Linked DNA regions of Podarcis muralis: region 2 is linked to region 1. The links are chromatin contacts, called in public Hi-C maps. All regions are on one chromosome and are shown on one strand. Each heading gives the region's core, a stretch centred on a gene start, on an enhancer-like site or on the middle of the called end of the contact. The rest is flanking DNA. Distances are from core to core; before and after follow the strand shown.

The links. A called contact is a pair of places that touch in the nucleus more often than the background predicts.
Region 2: a contact with region 1 is called in a Hi-C map of tail, with 1.8 times the contacts expected there. The contact joins the promoter of ZNF513 here to the promoter of ZNF512 in region 1. A contact is called at or near these places in 2 of 3 Hi-C or Micro-C datasets (blood and tail).

What each region holds. Positions count from the first base shown.
Region 1 is chr3:327,858-335,531 of rPodMur119.hap1.1, forward strand. It overlaps ZNF512 (zinc finger protein 512), which reads right to left and starts at 1,447. Exons shown (of 11, transcript XM_077926662.1): 1 at 1,061-1,447. The coding sequence starts at 1,130. GPN1 (GPN-loop GTPase 1) reads left to right here and starts at 1,742. Exons shown (of 14, transcript XM_028725421.2): 1 at 1,742-1,902; 2 at 1,995-2,088; 3 at 2,178-2,217; 4 at 2,746-2,812; 5 at 3,272-3,309; 6 at 3,803-3,881; 7 at 3,981-4,075; 8 at 4,460-4,505; 9 at 5,779-5,925; 10 at 6,422-6,504; 11 at 7,208-7,247. The coding sequence starts at 1,807.
Region 2 is chr3:460,892-468,550 of rPodMur119.hap1.1, forward strand. It overlaps ZNF513 (zinc finger protein 513), which reads left to right and starts at 5,760. Exons shown (of 4, transcript XM_028725382.2): 1 at 5,760-6,590; 2 at 6,768-6,920; 3 at 7,145-7,659. The coding sequence starts at 6,008. LOC114595042 (E3 ubiquitin-protein ligase RNF19B-like) reads right to left here and starts at 2,530. Exons shown (of 8, transcript XM_028725389.2): 1 at 1,106-2,530. The coding sequence starts at 1,539.

The sequences.
Region 1 (7,674 bases), core at 197-2,696:
GTAGTTCTGCTGTATATCTCATAAAGGAATGCCAAATCACATAAAAAGTGCCAGGAGAGTCTAGTTCTTGAGAGACCAGCACTGTTGAGGGCAGGAGTTCACAGGTTCAGTCCCCAGTGAGATCTCCAGGAAGAGGATCCCTGCCCCAAACCCTGGAGAAGCCACTGCAGTGCAGGCAGTGCTGCTAGAAGGACCTGATGGTTTGGCTCAGTGAAAGGCAGCTTCCTAGGCTCCCAAGAGGATTTCAGGGTTATCATGAAAGGTTATCGGAAAAGGGTCATTAAGAGACTCAGCCAGCAGAAGCCTTTTTAACCAAACTTCCTATCTTTAGATGGGACCCAATTCATTTGAAGTCAGCATTTCCCACGAGCAGCCTCTGAATGGACCTGACAGGCCTGGGATTGGCAGGGAGAAGCTGCATCCTGTGATTCCTTATGCTCTCTGCCTTTGTGTCCTGGAGTGACATGCAAATTAATAGCTCCTATCAAAGAATAAGGGACGCAAGTGGCGCTGTGATCTAAACCACTGAGCCTAGGGCTTGCCAATCAGGAGGTCGTTGGTTCGAATCCCCGTGAAGGGGTGCGCTCCCGTTGCTCTGTCCCATCTCCTGCCAACCTGGCAGTTCAAAAGCACGACAAAGTGCAAGTAGATGAATAGCAACCACTATTGGAAACAGCGTTTCCGTGCGCTGCTCTGGTTTCGCCAGAAGCGGCTTAGTCATGCTGGCCACATAACCTGGAAAAACTGTCTGCGGACAAACGTTGGCTCCCTCGGCTAGTAAAGCAAGATGAGCTCCCCGTTAGAGGGAAGGGTGCTGGTTTAAGACGCTTTCCGGCTTATAGGTAAGGGGGCTGAGGTTGGACCTGAACGTCACCTGGTACACTCTGAGCTTATGGCAGGCTGATGTCTGCATGGCATGACCCTTGGCATCCCTTCCACCTCTTCCAGACTATGCCTGCCCCAGACCCCCCGGCTCTCTGGGCTTCTCCGGAGGAGGAAGGTGCCAGGCTCCAGAGTGCGGCCGCGAGAGAGGGGCAATCCCCAGGCGCCCCCTCCTCACCTTCCCTCGCCGCCTCCTCCTCCTCCTCCCGGGCAGGGGTCTTGGCGGCGGCGGGCTTCGCCCCCTTCATCTCCAGCCAGGGAACGGGGCTGGGAATGGATCCATCCTAGGCGAGCTCCGGCGGGGAGGAGAAGGAAGGCGATCTCGGCTCGGGGCTCCTTCTTCGCCCAGGCGGCGGCGGCGGGGTCCCCGGGACGAGGCCTCGGCGCCTCCCCTCCCCCCCCCCTCCGAGACCGACCTTGCGAGGCTCCTGGCGCCGCCCCGAGGAGGGAGGAGGCCGCGCCGGCACGGGAAGGGTTAAGGAGGCTTCCGCGACCCCGGGGCCCCGCCCAACCCGACGGCCTCCGTCCTTCCGCCCCTCCCCTCCGGGAGTTCAGCGGGGGAGGAGCTGATGCTCCCGCCCCGCGTTGCCAAGGTTACGGAGGAGGCGGGGACCAGGCCCCTCCTCGCCGTCCCCTCGTGACGTCATGACCGCTGCCCGGGAGGACTCGCTCTATGACCGTGGAGCGGGGCGGTCGCTCTGCCTCTCTATGGCACCTCTATGGTCAAAACAGCAGAGGAAAAGAACGCAGAGAGACGAAAAGGGAAGAGGGGAGCAAACGCAGCCCCCTTGGAACGAGAGGTCCCGCTGTCCCGACCTGAAGGCTGCTCCACCTTTCCTAGCTCTGTGGCCAAGAGCGGCCCTATGGGGCCTCTTGCTCCGCCCCTGGCCGGAAGCGGAAGCGGGCTGGCGACCGCGAGGCGACATGGCGGCGGCGGCGGCGAGCTCGGCCGAGGGACCCCCGCCGGTCTGCGTGCTGGTGCTGGGCATGGCCGGCTCGGGCAAGACGGCGCTGGTGCAGGTGAGCGGCGCTGCGGGGAGCGAGCCCGCCGGGAGGGGGGGGCGGGGGGCGGGGCTCCCCTCGGGCTTGACGGCGCTTCTCTCCTCCCGCAGCGGCTGACGGCGCACCTGCACAGCCGGGGCTGCCCGCCCTACGTCATCAACCTGGACCCCGCCGTGCACGAGCTGCCCTTTCCGGCCAACATCGGTGAGTGGCGGGGCCGGGGGGGGGGGCGGCGGGACTGGCCTCTGCCTGGTCGGGGGGCTTCATTTCTCTCCCTCTCCTTTTCCCCAAAGACATACGAGACACCGTGAAGTACAAGGAGGTCATGAAGCAGTATCCTTACCCGGGCAGGGGGCAAGCGGGGGAGGGGGGACCTCGGGGGGGGGGGGGCGGACTATATTTTGAAGGGGGGAAATGAATGAATTCCTATGCCCCACAAATAACCCAGAGAGACATTTCAAATAAAAGGACACATTCTACTCATGTAAAAACACGCTGATTCCTGGACCGTCTGTAGGCCAGATTGATAAGGCGACTGGGCCACATTTGGCCCCTGGGCCTTAGGTTGTCTACCCCTGAGCTAGAGGGTGATTGCTGGACTTTGCACACTGCAATGGGTGGAGAAAACCAATGTTGAAAGGATGTAGTAAGGCTGGGCATGGTGTTTGTGCATCTGGTGAAATTGCCAGTGTGTCTCTTGAGCTGTTGCTGCTGACGTTGGCGATCTCTACAAATGTGGTTTTATGTGACACCTTTGCTTTAAATGGCCTGAGTCTCTATCTGGGGTAGAGGAAGGGGAAGGGAATACGCTGTTAGAGGTGACTTTCAGATTTCTACCAACCTTTCCTGAATGTGCACCAGGTATGGGCTGGGCCCCAACGGCGGTATTGTGACTTCTCTGAACCTTTTTGCGACAAGATTTGACCAGGTACATAATTTCTGGTGAATTTCACTGAATGGTACTGCGTTTAGCTTGAGTTTGTAGGTGCCAAATATCCTCTCTTGGAGAATTTGCCAGCAATGATGAGCATTTGACATTCTGGGCCACATCAGAGGGCCACATATTATTATCAATACTAAGGCTCAGAGCAAATTTGTATCTTAACTAATTTTAAGGTGTATTTTAATTAATAGATTGCCTGTTCTTATGTTCTTTGTATACTGTCTTAGTTTTATGATGTTAGCTGCTCGGCTCCAGCCGGGGAAGGCGGAGTACAAGTAAATTTGTTGTTGTTGTTGTTTATATCCCAGTTAACAATTTAATCACATAATGGTAAATCTGTACTTCTGATGCTGATGATATCATGGTTTTTTGTGTATCATGAACTTAACTGCAAACTCTAATTCTCTGTTTCTACCTATAAATCATCTTTCCCTTTCTGACTAGGTGATGAAGTTCATTGAGAAACGACAGGCAGCATCTCAGTGAGTCAGTGGGAAGCCTGCTGTCACCTGGGGAGGGGGGTGATGGAAGTTCCTCTTGAAGGGAGGTGCGTATGTAGCCTCACCTTCAGTAGAACAAAGGGGTGAACTGTGTCACATTATTGTGCATGTATTCACGATGATCATTCCACTTTTCTAACTTAGTGTGAGACATTCAAGGCAAACCATAATTAATCTTAGAATTGAAAATAATTCCAAAACAATTAAAGAAAAAAATCGGGAGTTTAAAAGAGACCCCAATTTTGTGCTGACCTCACTCTGATCTTTAATCTCCATTCAGGAGCTGATGAGTGAAGATTAAATTTTGCTGCCTGGGCTGTGGGATCCTGTTCCCTGATGAGAACAGGATTGTGCAACCCGTGCATGATTAAACCCCATCTTCCAGGTGTTAGCTGATTAGTGGGTGAGCTTGTTTTGGAGAAAGTGATTTGAACGTGGCCTGTGTGTGAGAGAGAACAAATTCTTCCCCTTGCAGGTACGTCCTGATTGACACTCCTGGGCAGATTGAGGTCTTCACCTGGTCTGCTTCCGGCACCATCATCACTGAAGCTCTGGTGAGGACCTGCTGCTCAGCTGGCCTCCTTTGCAGGAGGTGCCTGGGGGCAGGTTGCCCGGTTGGGCTAATGCTTCCCCCCTTTGATGTACCCATTTAGGCTTCCTCCTTCCCATCCGTGGTGGTTTATGTGATGGACACGTCACGCAGCACCAGCCCTGTCACGTTCATGTCTAACATGCTTTACGCCTGCAGGTAAGAGGAGGATTCTCTCCATAGTGTTATTTACCTGTTATGCAATTAATAATGGCTTACCCATTATCAGAGAGCATCTCTCTGATTGTTCTTTGTTTGGGAACAGGGTTGTTCTCTCAGTAGCTGCTGAGAAGGCTCAGAGACGACTCCCTCATTCCCGGGAGGTGGAATTGATAGCCCCTCTTCTGGTGGCTTCTTGGCTTCTTCCTTGAACCTTGAGCAAGAAGCTGCCTCTGCTGCTCTCAGGCCTTCTCTAGGAAAGCACACAAACTGCCTGCTCTTTCAGTCATGAGTTTCTAAGTGAAATGTCTTTGTGGCAACCCCAGATCGAAAATGGCAATCTCTGCATCCCTGATCATGCTGTTGTTGTTTTCTTCTCCTCAGTATCCTGTACAAGACGAAGCTCCCATTTATCGTGGCCATGAACAAGGTGAGTGGAATGCCCTGATCTTGAACCAAGAAGACCATCTGGATGATGCTTTCCTGAAACAAGTTACAAATGCTTCAGGGAAGCAGGAACTGGTAGTTTTGGGGAACTTCAGCACACCCTGGGATCTTTTGGGAGACGTACTCCACAGAGCATGGATTCCCCCACCCAATTCCTGGCCTGCCTTGTGGACAACTTGCATTTTCAAAAGGTGGAGGAAGAGATGAGGAGATTGACTGACCTTGGCATTAGTCCAGCCTATAGGGAAAAATTGTTCAGTGGCTTTAAAGCAGTGGGAACTTGGGGCAAGAACGACGGCAGACAGTGGTCATGCAGGGTGTGCTGGAATTCAGGCCCCTACGGAAAGCTTAAGGGGGTGTAGCTAAAGAGATTTGCCGCATTTAAGGAAGTTGATTTTAATATGCTCAGAGAAATGCTAGTCAGGAGAATTCCATGGCCCAATACCCTGACAGGGAAAAGAGCTGAGTTGGGTGGGAGTTTCTGCAGGAAGCCTTACAAAAGGCAGGGTCGCAAACAATTCCAGTGCGAGAGAGAGAAGATCAGAGCACGGGTAGACAGTGGGATGTTGGAAGCTGGTCCCACAGATGTTATTTGCAGTGGTTTGGCTTCTTCAGCCATGGCCTACATGACAAAATGAAGGACTCCTGGTAGGAGATGGGCATTGTGTGCTGTTGTGGCCACTCCTGTCCTAAAGTGATCCGTCGAACAGAAATGCAGATAATGCAAACAGCTGCACAGAAGTACTTGAATCTGAGAGCAGAAGCTGTTTTGGCAGTGTTTGGGTGAGGGCGGCAAAGAAGAGGGTGACGAAAGGAATGTTCAGCCAGCAGGAAGATGCTTTCTTGGAGCAGAGCCTGCCACTTCCAGAGAGGAAGGAAGGAAGCTTGACCCCCATAAAGAATGGAAGGTTGCTGGGCTCAGGGGTGGGCGAGCAGGCATGGAAGGCTCTTCAGGTGCCTTGAAGGGCTGCTGTCCCTTTTGCTGATGAAACTTTGCTGTTCAATTGCGTCTTTCCAGGGTGGAGCTTGCACTCTGGGTGTGACCACAGCCTTCACTTGTTTAGCTGGTCCTTGTCTCATGGTGGGGGGAGGGCAGGAGGAGCTGCCACTGCCTCTTGGCCTGGCCTGCCATGGCTGAAGAGAAGCAGCCGTCATGGTGTGGGGCCTGTGCTCCTTGCCCCAGAGGTGGCATTGCGGAGCAGCTGCTCACCTGTGCCCCCTGCCACCCTCACTCACTCTCTGCCTTCCTGACGCAGACAGACATCATCGACCACAGCTTTGCTGTGGAGTGGATGCAAGACTTTGAAGCCTTCCAGGACGCCCTCAGCCAGGAGACCACCTATGTCAGCAACTTGACTCGCTCCCTCAGCCTGGTGCTGGACGAGTTCTACCACTCGCTCAAGGTGGGCACGGTCCCCCACCCCCACCCCCATCCAGGTGTGGCTGGTGAATGAGACCTCTTTGCAGGCACACTCCTGAAATTGCATGAAGTTGGCATTTGTTTCCCACCTTCACTCTGTCCAACTTTCAGGGAAGCAGCTCCAAGGAGGGAGGGGTACCTTCCTCTGCAACCCGCCCCCCAAACCCTGAGTATACCAGATACCCTGTGCTGTTTCATCTGGACAGACTATTGTGGATGCTTGAAGGACTTGGAGCAGGGAGGCCTGAGAGTTCAGGTGTCTCTCCCCCCCCCCCCCCCCCCGCTAGATGGCCTTGTGCCACCTCTTCTGGAAAAGGAGCTTGTGCCCATCACTCCTGTCCCTCGGGGAGGGGGGCTAGGCAATGTTCTGGTGCTGATGCTCCACTGGAGCAGAGGAAGGTGTTTGCAAGCCCCTCTCCTGCACTCAATTCCCACGCTCCGCACAAACCCTGTTTGAAACGAAGGACTTTCTCTTGCAGGTGGTTGGTGTTTCTGCTGTCCAGGGGTCAGGGCTGGATGAATTTTTCGAACTCCTCTCCAAAGCTGTCGATGAGTATGAGAGGTGAGAGAGTCCCCTTGTGTAAGGGGGCCCACCTAGTCCTTGTCCATTTCTCACAGTGGCCAACCAGATGCCTGGAAGCAGATCCGGAGGCCAAAGGAGCCCTTGGCACACCTGCTTTCCTCAGCAACTGGTGTCTAGAGGCATCCTCCCTCTGCCTGTGGAAGGAGAAGATGCATTGTCCTAATTCTCTTCTAAAGCCATTCAAATTGGGGACCCATCACTGCCTCCTGCAGGAGGGAGTTCCAGAGTTGAACTGCAGGCTGTGTCAGGAAGTCCTTCCTTTTGTGTGCCCTGAGTCTTCTGACTTGCAGCTTCACTGGATGCAGCATTGCAAGAGAGGGAGGAAAGCCTTTCTCTCTCCCCTTCTCTGTGAGGCTTCTGCCATCCTGCTGCGCTGCATCCCAGAACAATGGCCCAGATGAGTTTGCATTAACTCCAAGGCTTCCTGCAAATCCATTTGGGTGACCAGAACAGGGGGCCTTTGAGGGGGCAAGATCCCCTCTGCTGCTCTATGGGGAGACATGAAGCCCCGGGGGAAGTCTCTTCCCCTGCCCGTTCCAGCCCTGCCCTTGGGTCAGTGACTGGAGGTCTGGGCTGTGGTCCTTGCAGTAAAGGGCCTCCTAGTCTCTACAATGGTTGTCTGGGAGTGAGGCTGTGGTGCCCAAGAATAAACAGCTGAAACCCATTTCTCTTCTCCCTCCAGAGAATACCGCCCAGAGTATGAGCGCCTAAGGAAGAAAATGGTGAGTCTGTCTCCAGATGCACTTGGCGTGTTGTTGCTCTGCCCTCTGCTGGTGCTTCCCCTGCCCCCAGTCAGTCACATGGGAAAGGCTCCCCACGCATCATCATCATCATTTTATTATGTGTACCCCACCCATCTGACTGGGTTGCCCCAGCCTCTCTGGGCGGTTCCCATCAAAATATTAAAAACACAACAAAACCTCAAACATTACAAACTTCCCAATACAGGGCTGCCTTTAGATGTCTTCTAAAGTTGTGTAGTCCTTCATCTCCTTGACATCTGACGGGAGGGCGTTCCACAGGGTGGGCGCCACGACTGAGAAGGACCTCAGTGTCCAGGCTGGACAATGTGGGTGGAGAAGCTCCTTCTGCTTGTGTAAGTCCTCCTTTGGCCTCAAGGTGGGCACTTCCATCTTACCGGATGGAGGG
Region 2 (7,659 bases), core at 4,510-7,009, 140 kb after region 1:
GAGACCGGGCTCTCACCTAACCAGATGGTGGTCCTTTCCTGACCTGGCAGAGGGGGGGGGGAGCAGTGAGCTCCACTCTCCACCCCCCCCCCCCAATAAGGAAGGCTCCGTGAGACGGCTGGCCGGAGCCGCTGCCTGCTACAGTCTGGGGGCCCCGATTCTGCAGCCGGGAATAACCAAACTCTGGTCTCTGGCCTCCAGGCACCAGAGGCTCCTGGCCGACCCTGGGGGGGGGGGGGTCCTGGCCAGCTGAGCTTCTGATGTGCCTGGACGGTCTTCCTTCCCGAGACCTTTAGATCTTAATACTTCCATAATCCAATTCAGAACTACACGTGTTTCATCTTAATTGAGGGGAAATGTGTGATGTACTGAGCCGGGAGGGAGCGGGATAACTTTTCTGTTTTCACTTTCGCAGTTCCATCCTGGGAACAGACTGAGGAGCTGCCCTTCGGCGGAGTCCGAGCCCTCAGCGGCCTCCCCGGCAGGAAGCACAGCTCCTCCTCACCCCCCCGCCCCCGGGCCCAAGGGTGCTGAAGGAGTAGGGTGTTGATGGGCGTAGCCAAGGGGGGCAGCTCCCCCCCCCCATATCAAGTAAAACAAGAGAAATACTTATCTAACTGAACAATCACGTTTGTTCTGCCCCCTCTAAGAAAAGTTCTGATCTCCCTAAAACCAGGTCCTGCCCGCCTATGGAGGGGGGGTCGCAGCACCGCCAGGCGGGGAAACAAAGTGAGCGGACTTGGGGGGCGCGGGCGGGCTGTGTGCAGGGGCGCCTTCCCGGCATCCAGGGGTCAAGGATTGGACGCAAGGATTGGACCCTGCTCTTTCTGGGGGTCTCCCTGGGAAGACCCAGCCGAGCGGCCTTGAGCGCCCTCTGGTGGGAGGCAAGCGCACAACTGCAACCTCCTCAGCAGCCGCTTCTGGCGAGGCAGCTCCGGGCGGCCCCACCATCTCCCTCCCTCTCTCCGGGGGGGGGGGGGTCAGGCAGGGGAGGGTCTCCCAGGGCCGTCGGGGATTGGCCACCGGGCCCTTAGGCGCGCAAAGCCGGTCCTTTCCTGGAGCAATCGGGCCTTTCTCCCCACCCCACCCCGCCGGGCTAGCGCACCTGCAGTCCGGGGCTGGGCACCAGCGCGTTCCCGGGTCGGCGACGAGCAGGCGGCGGAGCAGGTACTCCTCGTACTTGTCTCGCAAGGCGGGCTCCGGGCGCAGCAGCTGGTGCACCTGGGCGGGCTGGAGCGGGGCCGGGCAGTGCGGACAGGCCACCTGCACGCGGCTCTCGCTGATCTCGACGCGCAGGTACTGCTGCAGGCAGGTGAGGCAGGACAGGTGCGCGCACGACGAGAGCTCCGGGAAGGCCGCCGCCGGCTGGGGCAGCAGGCACAAAGGGCACTCGCGCCAGCCCCCCGGCGCCTCGCCCTCCGTGGACGGGGCCCCCGCCGACGCCGCCTCGGCCGCGCTCAGCGCATCCTCCGGCTCCGGCCTCGCTGCCGGCTGCCCTCCGAAGAGGCCCGAGGCGCCCCGGGAGGGCGGCCGCTTCATGCTGCTGCTGCTGCCGGGCGACGCTGCTGCTGCTGCTGCTGCTGCTGCCCCCGAGAGTCAGGCCCGCGGGCTGTCCGGGCGGCGGAGGGGCGCCCCGGGACCCGGCTCTTCCCCATCCCCGCCAGCGCCCTCATAGGGCCCGGCTCATCGCCTGCAGGCTCCCAGCGCCCTGCGGAGGGAAGGCAGCGAGCGCAAGCCGAGCCCCAGCGCCCCGCGCATCCGCTGCGCCAAACCGCCAAGGTCTCCCGGGGAGTAGGGGACTCCGCTCTGGCAGGTCGGGCTTCCCCCGGGCCTCTGGTCCTCGGAACCGGCAGGGCTCCGGGGTCGCCGCCGCCTTACCGGCCTGGGTCTGCTCGGCGCTCAGCTGAGCATCCCCGCAGCTCCAGCGCCGCCGCCGCCGCCGCACAGCATCTTGGGAAGGTGCCCCCCCCCCCCAGAAAGCCCCGCAGTGACGGCTGCACCGGGAGACGCCGCTTGGCCCCAAGGACGCGAGCGCAGAGGGAGCGAGCGGGGCGCCCGGGAGACGGAGCCTTGGTCACCAAGGTGCGTGGCTCCCGGCTGGCAGGCAACGGTGGCCGCGGGCGGGCGGGCGGGCCGTGGGACCGGACTCCAGCGGACCGCAGACCAAGGAAGCCCCCGCTCCTGGTCGGGGTGCTGCCTGGAGCGGAGAGGCGGCCGCGCCTTTAAAACGGGGACCGGCCTGAAAAGGCCCCCACGGAAGGCCGGTGAGAGGACCCTCGCGAGGGAGCCGGATGGAGCCCCCAGGGAAAGGAGCAGTGCAGCCCCGAGGAGCAGCTGGGAGGATGGCAGCGCGGGGGTTTCCCCGGCCTGCTTCTGAGCTGCTTGTCTGTCCCCTGCTGGAAACAGAGCACTGGGGGTGGCGGGGATTGCCGCATCCACCTGCAGGCCTCCTCGGGCTCTTCCAAAGGCGGGGAGAGGCCTCAGGGCCCACACCCAGGGCTTGGGGTCCTTTTAGGGGAGCACCATTCTCCGTGCAAGAGGCATCGCCAGCAGCCCTGGAGCGGCAGAGCACTGGGGGTGGCAGGGATTGCCTCCTGAAGCGGCAGCAACCAAGGAGAGCCCCCGAGGCAAGCTCTGTCCTACAGCTCTGACCACTGGGCAGTTCCCCCTCACGGTCAGCCAAAGCCGGCTTCCCTGCCCGCCCACCCCCGCCTGCCTCTAGCTCTTTTATGGATTCAGCTGGAGTCGGAGCTGGGCATGTGTGGCAGCAGAATACTGGTCTATTTTCAAGCCTTTGAGTCCCATCCGGATGGACAACCGAGTTGCCTCTTCCTCCACCCTGAAAGACTTGCTTTGCCAGCCCCCCCCCCCCCTCGCCCAGTTCGTCTTCCACTGTGGCTCCAGCACTGGCCGCAGGAGGACCCAAACTGGACATGGAACCTTTGTGCTTCTGTATATAATGAAAGGCAAGGGGGTACCTAGGACCCCCTGCCCCCCCCACAATGGGAAATGGAGCGAGGGGGCGCTATTGCCACCCCACACAAGGGGGCTTCTCAAGGGATCACATGTTTTGTTTTTAACTTTTGCTCATGCAAAGGGAGATCTATTCTATGCTACAAGAGCAGGGCGCTCTGCAGTTCCTCTCTCTCCACCAAGGGTGATGTAAGAAATTCCCTTAAGAACCAGTGGCGAGACCCGGGATGCAGGAATCAGTGTGTGATGGGGCATCACCTCTGAAGCGAAGCCGCCTCCAAGAGGGGAGTGTGTGGAGACCCCATTCTTCTGGGGGCCCCTTTCATCCCCAAAGGTTCCCTTGGGTGCCGCTGCTGCTGTTCCTCGGCTGCTTCTCCCGGCCGACCAGGCTCCACCGGCAGCCACTTGACTTCAGTAGCGGACAGGGCAAACAGCCCTGCCTTCACCCTTGGGCAGCAGTGAGGGATCATTGTCTTACTCACATCAAAGTCTTGCCAGTATTCAACATATGAAGTGATGAGAATCAGGCAGGCAGGAATCCTTGTTGTTTAGTCGTTTAGTCGTGTCCAACTCTTCGTGACCCCATGGACCAGAGCACGCCAGGCACCTCTGTCCTCCACTACCTCCCGCAGTTTGGTCAAACTCATGCTGGTAACCTCGAAAACACTATCCAACCATCTCGTCCTCTGTCGCCCCCTTCTCCTTGTGCCCTCCATCTTTCCCAGCATCAGTGTCTTCTCCAGGGAGTCTTCTCTTCTCATGAGGTGGCCAAAGTACTGGAGCCTCAGCTTCACGATCTGTCCTTCCAGTGAGCACTCAGGTCTGATTTCCTTAAGAATGGATGCATTTGATCTTCTTGCCGTCCATGGGACTCTCAAGAGTCTTCTCCAGCACCATAATTCAAAAGCATCAATTCTTCGGCGATCAGCCTTCTTGATGGTCCAGCTCTCACTTCCATACATCACTACTGGGAAGACCATGGCTTTAACTATACGGACCTTTGTTGGCAAAGTGACATCTCTACTTCTCAAGATGCTGTCTAGGCCTGTCATTGCCCTTCTCCCAAGAAGCAGGCGTCTTTTAATTTCGTGGCTGCTGTCACCATCTGCAGTGATCATGGAGCCTAAGAAAGTAAAATCTCTCACTGCCTCCATTTCTTCCCCTTCTATTTGCCAGGAGGTGATGGGACCAGTGGCCATGATCTTCGTTTTTTTGATGTTGAGCTTCAGACCATATTTTGCGCTCTCCTCTTTCACCCTCATTAAAAGGTTCTTTAATTCCTCCTCACTTTCTGCCATCAAGGTTGTGTCATCTGCATATCTGAGGTTGTTGATATTTCTTCCGGCAATCTTAATTCCAGCTTGGGATTCATCCAGCCCAGCCTTTCGCATGATGTGTTCTGCATATAAATTAAATAAGCAGGGAGACAAAATACAGCCTTGTCGTACTCCTTTCCCATTGTCCAGTTGAAACTGGAGATTGCTTTCTGAAGAAGAGCAAAGACATCTTTCCCCATCACAGAGAGGAAAAAGGGCGTGTAGTGACAGGAAGAAGGAGAGATTATTTTTATATTGTTTCCTTACCGCCACAAAAGTTTAGAGGATATGTGACTATCTAGCCGTCATGCAGATCCTCCGACATACCTGACAATGCTTGTTTCTAATGGTGGGCTACTTGATATAAAGCAGAAGAGTTTGGGGGCTAAATGTAGCGCCTTCAAGGAAATTCAGGGAGTCCCATAGGTACCCCGGAAGCTTGAGGAAGGGAGCCCGCAATTGTTATGACACTGCTTCTCAAAACTATCGGGTGCCCAACTGGTGTGCACTTTCCTTTTTGGCTCGCCGCTCTTCCTCTCCATCCCTCGCTGGGTCCTGGTCCAGGGATGCTCGCGGGGTCCCTCTGTCGGCAGCTTCTCTGCGGACTCAGCTCCACCTTCTGTCGCTCCTTCCCTTTGTGTCCCCCAGTCTAAGGGGCGATGCTTCCTCACTGGCAGGTGGGAGGGGGCTCCAAAGGGGTTTCAAACTGCGGGTGGCTTGCAGGTGCTGAGTTCCCGGGGTTACTTTTGGCTTCCATTCCACCGCTGTGCTGGGAGCGTGCAGGATCCCACCTAAAGACTGCAATCTTATGCACACTTACTAGGGAGCAAGTCCCACTGATCTGAATGGGCTTATGAATAAATATATTTTGGCTAGAAATGCAAATTGTATGTGTTTTCTCTGCTGATCTTACACCAGCGTAAGATGGCCAGTTCTGCGGGGCCAGAGCATTGCGCGTGACCTGGGTTAGAAAGAGCAGAGAGCCAGGTCTTCACAGCTCTCATTGTTTCAGGATGGAGACCCTCGCAGCTCCGCTGAAACCGCAGGTGTCTCCATTTCTAGCTCTGGGGAATTCTCCCTCTGTGCTCTCAGCATCAAAGGGGCTTTGCAGGAGGAGGCGGGTTGCCGAGGGAGGGGATGCAAAGCCCCCCCCCGCCCTGCAGACCCTTTTCCCCACCCCATCAATGGGACAGCAGGAGCCCCGCCTTCTTTGGGGCCCCCCACCCTCAACGCGGGACCCCCAGGACTCCCAAACCCACGAGATGACGCCACCGATGGGCGGATCCATGGTGGCTTCAGCCCCGCCTCCCTCGCTTCGGGATTCCTGCGCGTGCGCGGATGGAGGAGCATCCCTAGAGATAGAAGAGGGTAGAGTGATAAGAGCATAGACGGGGCTCCCCGACTCGGAGCGCGGCTCCTCCCCTTCGCTTTCTCCTTGGCCGTCTCGTGGAGCTGCCGTCCAACTGGGGCTTGTTCTTCGGGGAAGCGGCGGCTGCTCCGCGTGGTTTTGAACTTTAAATGCCCTGACACCACTTGGAGCCCAAAAGACCAGGCTGACCGATAGGAATGTAACCCCAGGCGGGCCTTGCGCGCAGAGTTACAAGGAGGGAGGAGTTCTTAAATGGGAGGATGCCCAAACGGGGCAGGAGGGGCCTTTCCGTGGCTGCTTCCCCCTCTTGGGGCGGACCAGGCGCCAGGCAGCCGATCCCCTCGGGCCCATGGAAGCGGACACCCGGCTGGTCCCACATTCCTCCCTTCCTCTTCCGCCACGTGGTTCTCTCTCTCTCTCCGAGGCCGACCAGGCTGGACTCTGGAGCTTCATGGCGGAGCGCAGAGGCGGGCGGGGAGGACGAGCAGCGGGAGCGGCTGTCAAGGCGGAGCCCGGCGCCCCCTCCCGCTCCGGCCCGGGCCTCGGCCAGAAGCGGGCCCGGAAGCCGCCGCCCCAGGACGCCTCTGCCCTCCGCGCTGAGTCTGCGCTCTCGCCGCTCTCGCGAGGGCAGCGACTCCGCCTCCCGTCATGCCGCGCGGCCGGGAGCGGAACCGGAAGCGCGCGCTTCTCTGGCCGCCCGCCCCGCGGATGGGCGGGAGGAGGCGGAGCGGGAGCGGCGGCGGCGGCGAGAGGCGGGGCGTCGCGGAGGAAGAGGCGGGGCGGCCCCGGAGCAGCGGCGCCCAGCGGCCCGGCGAGCGGGAGGCGCCCAGGGCTGGAGCCGCCCGACGCCGCCCCGCCAGCCCCGCCGCCGCCCCCGCCTGGGCCGGCCAAGATGCCCCGCCGGAAGCAGCGCCACCCGCAGCCCGTCAAAGGTCAGCCGGGATCGGGGCGGGGGGGGGGCGGGTCAAGGGAGCCTCTTCCTCCTCCGCTCGGACCGGGTTGGGGGGGGTCGGTCCTTTTCCGGGTTGGGGCGGGGCTCCCGGGACCCCGCGCCCGTGTCTGACCGGGGCGCCCCGTCCCGCCCTCCTCCCCGTCTCGCTCTCTTGCAGTGGACGCGGCGGGCGCGGCGGTCGATCCTCCGGGCGAGGAGGGCCTGGCTCCGCCGGGCGCCTTCCTGTCGGAGCACGAGCTGGAGCTGGAGGACGAGGACGAGGAGGAGGAGAGCGGCGCCGCCGGCCTCGCCTTCGAGAAGGACTCGGAAGGTGCGGGGGAAGCGGGCGGCGGGCCGGGAGGGGCGGGAGCACAGCGCGGAATCTGGGGGGCGCAGGGGGGCTGCGGGCCGAGGAAGGGCTTCCCCAGGGCTGCCAGGGGTCGCTCCCCCCTCCCGCCACCGTGGTAACCCCCTGTTGTGCCAGCAGGAAAGGGACGGGCCGAGGTGAGGATGCCCCCTGCTGCCCCCCTGATGCCCCCTCCTTGTGTGCCGCAGACTCCCTCGGGGGGACGCCCGGACTCTCCTCCTACGTGCTGAGCGATGAGGAGTTCCCGCCCCTGTGCCAGGCCCAGGACAATGGCGAGGGGCCCGGCCAGGCTTGCCAGCACTGCGGCCTGCCTGCCCCCGCCTCTGCCGCCTGCTGCCCGCCAGAGGAGGAAGAGCTGGAGGAGGAGGAGGAGGAGGAGGAGGAGGAAGGTTCCGCCAAGGGGCGGGTGGTCTTCTCCTGCCAGCTGTGCCCCTTTGCCTCGCACTACTCCAGCCACCTCAAGCGCCACATGAAGACCCACAACGGGGAGAAGCCCTACCGCTGCCCGCACTGCCCCTACGCCTCGGCCCAGCTGGTCAACCTGACGCGCCACCTGCGCACCCACACGGGAGAGAAGCCCTACCGCTGCCCCACCTGCCCCTTCGCCTGCAGCAGCCTTGGCAACCTCAAGAGGCACCAGCGGGTCCACGGCCAGGAGCGCCCGCTGCGCTGCGGCTCCTGCACCTGCCGATGCGCCCGGGGC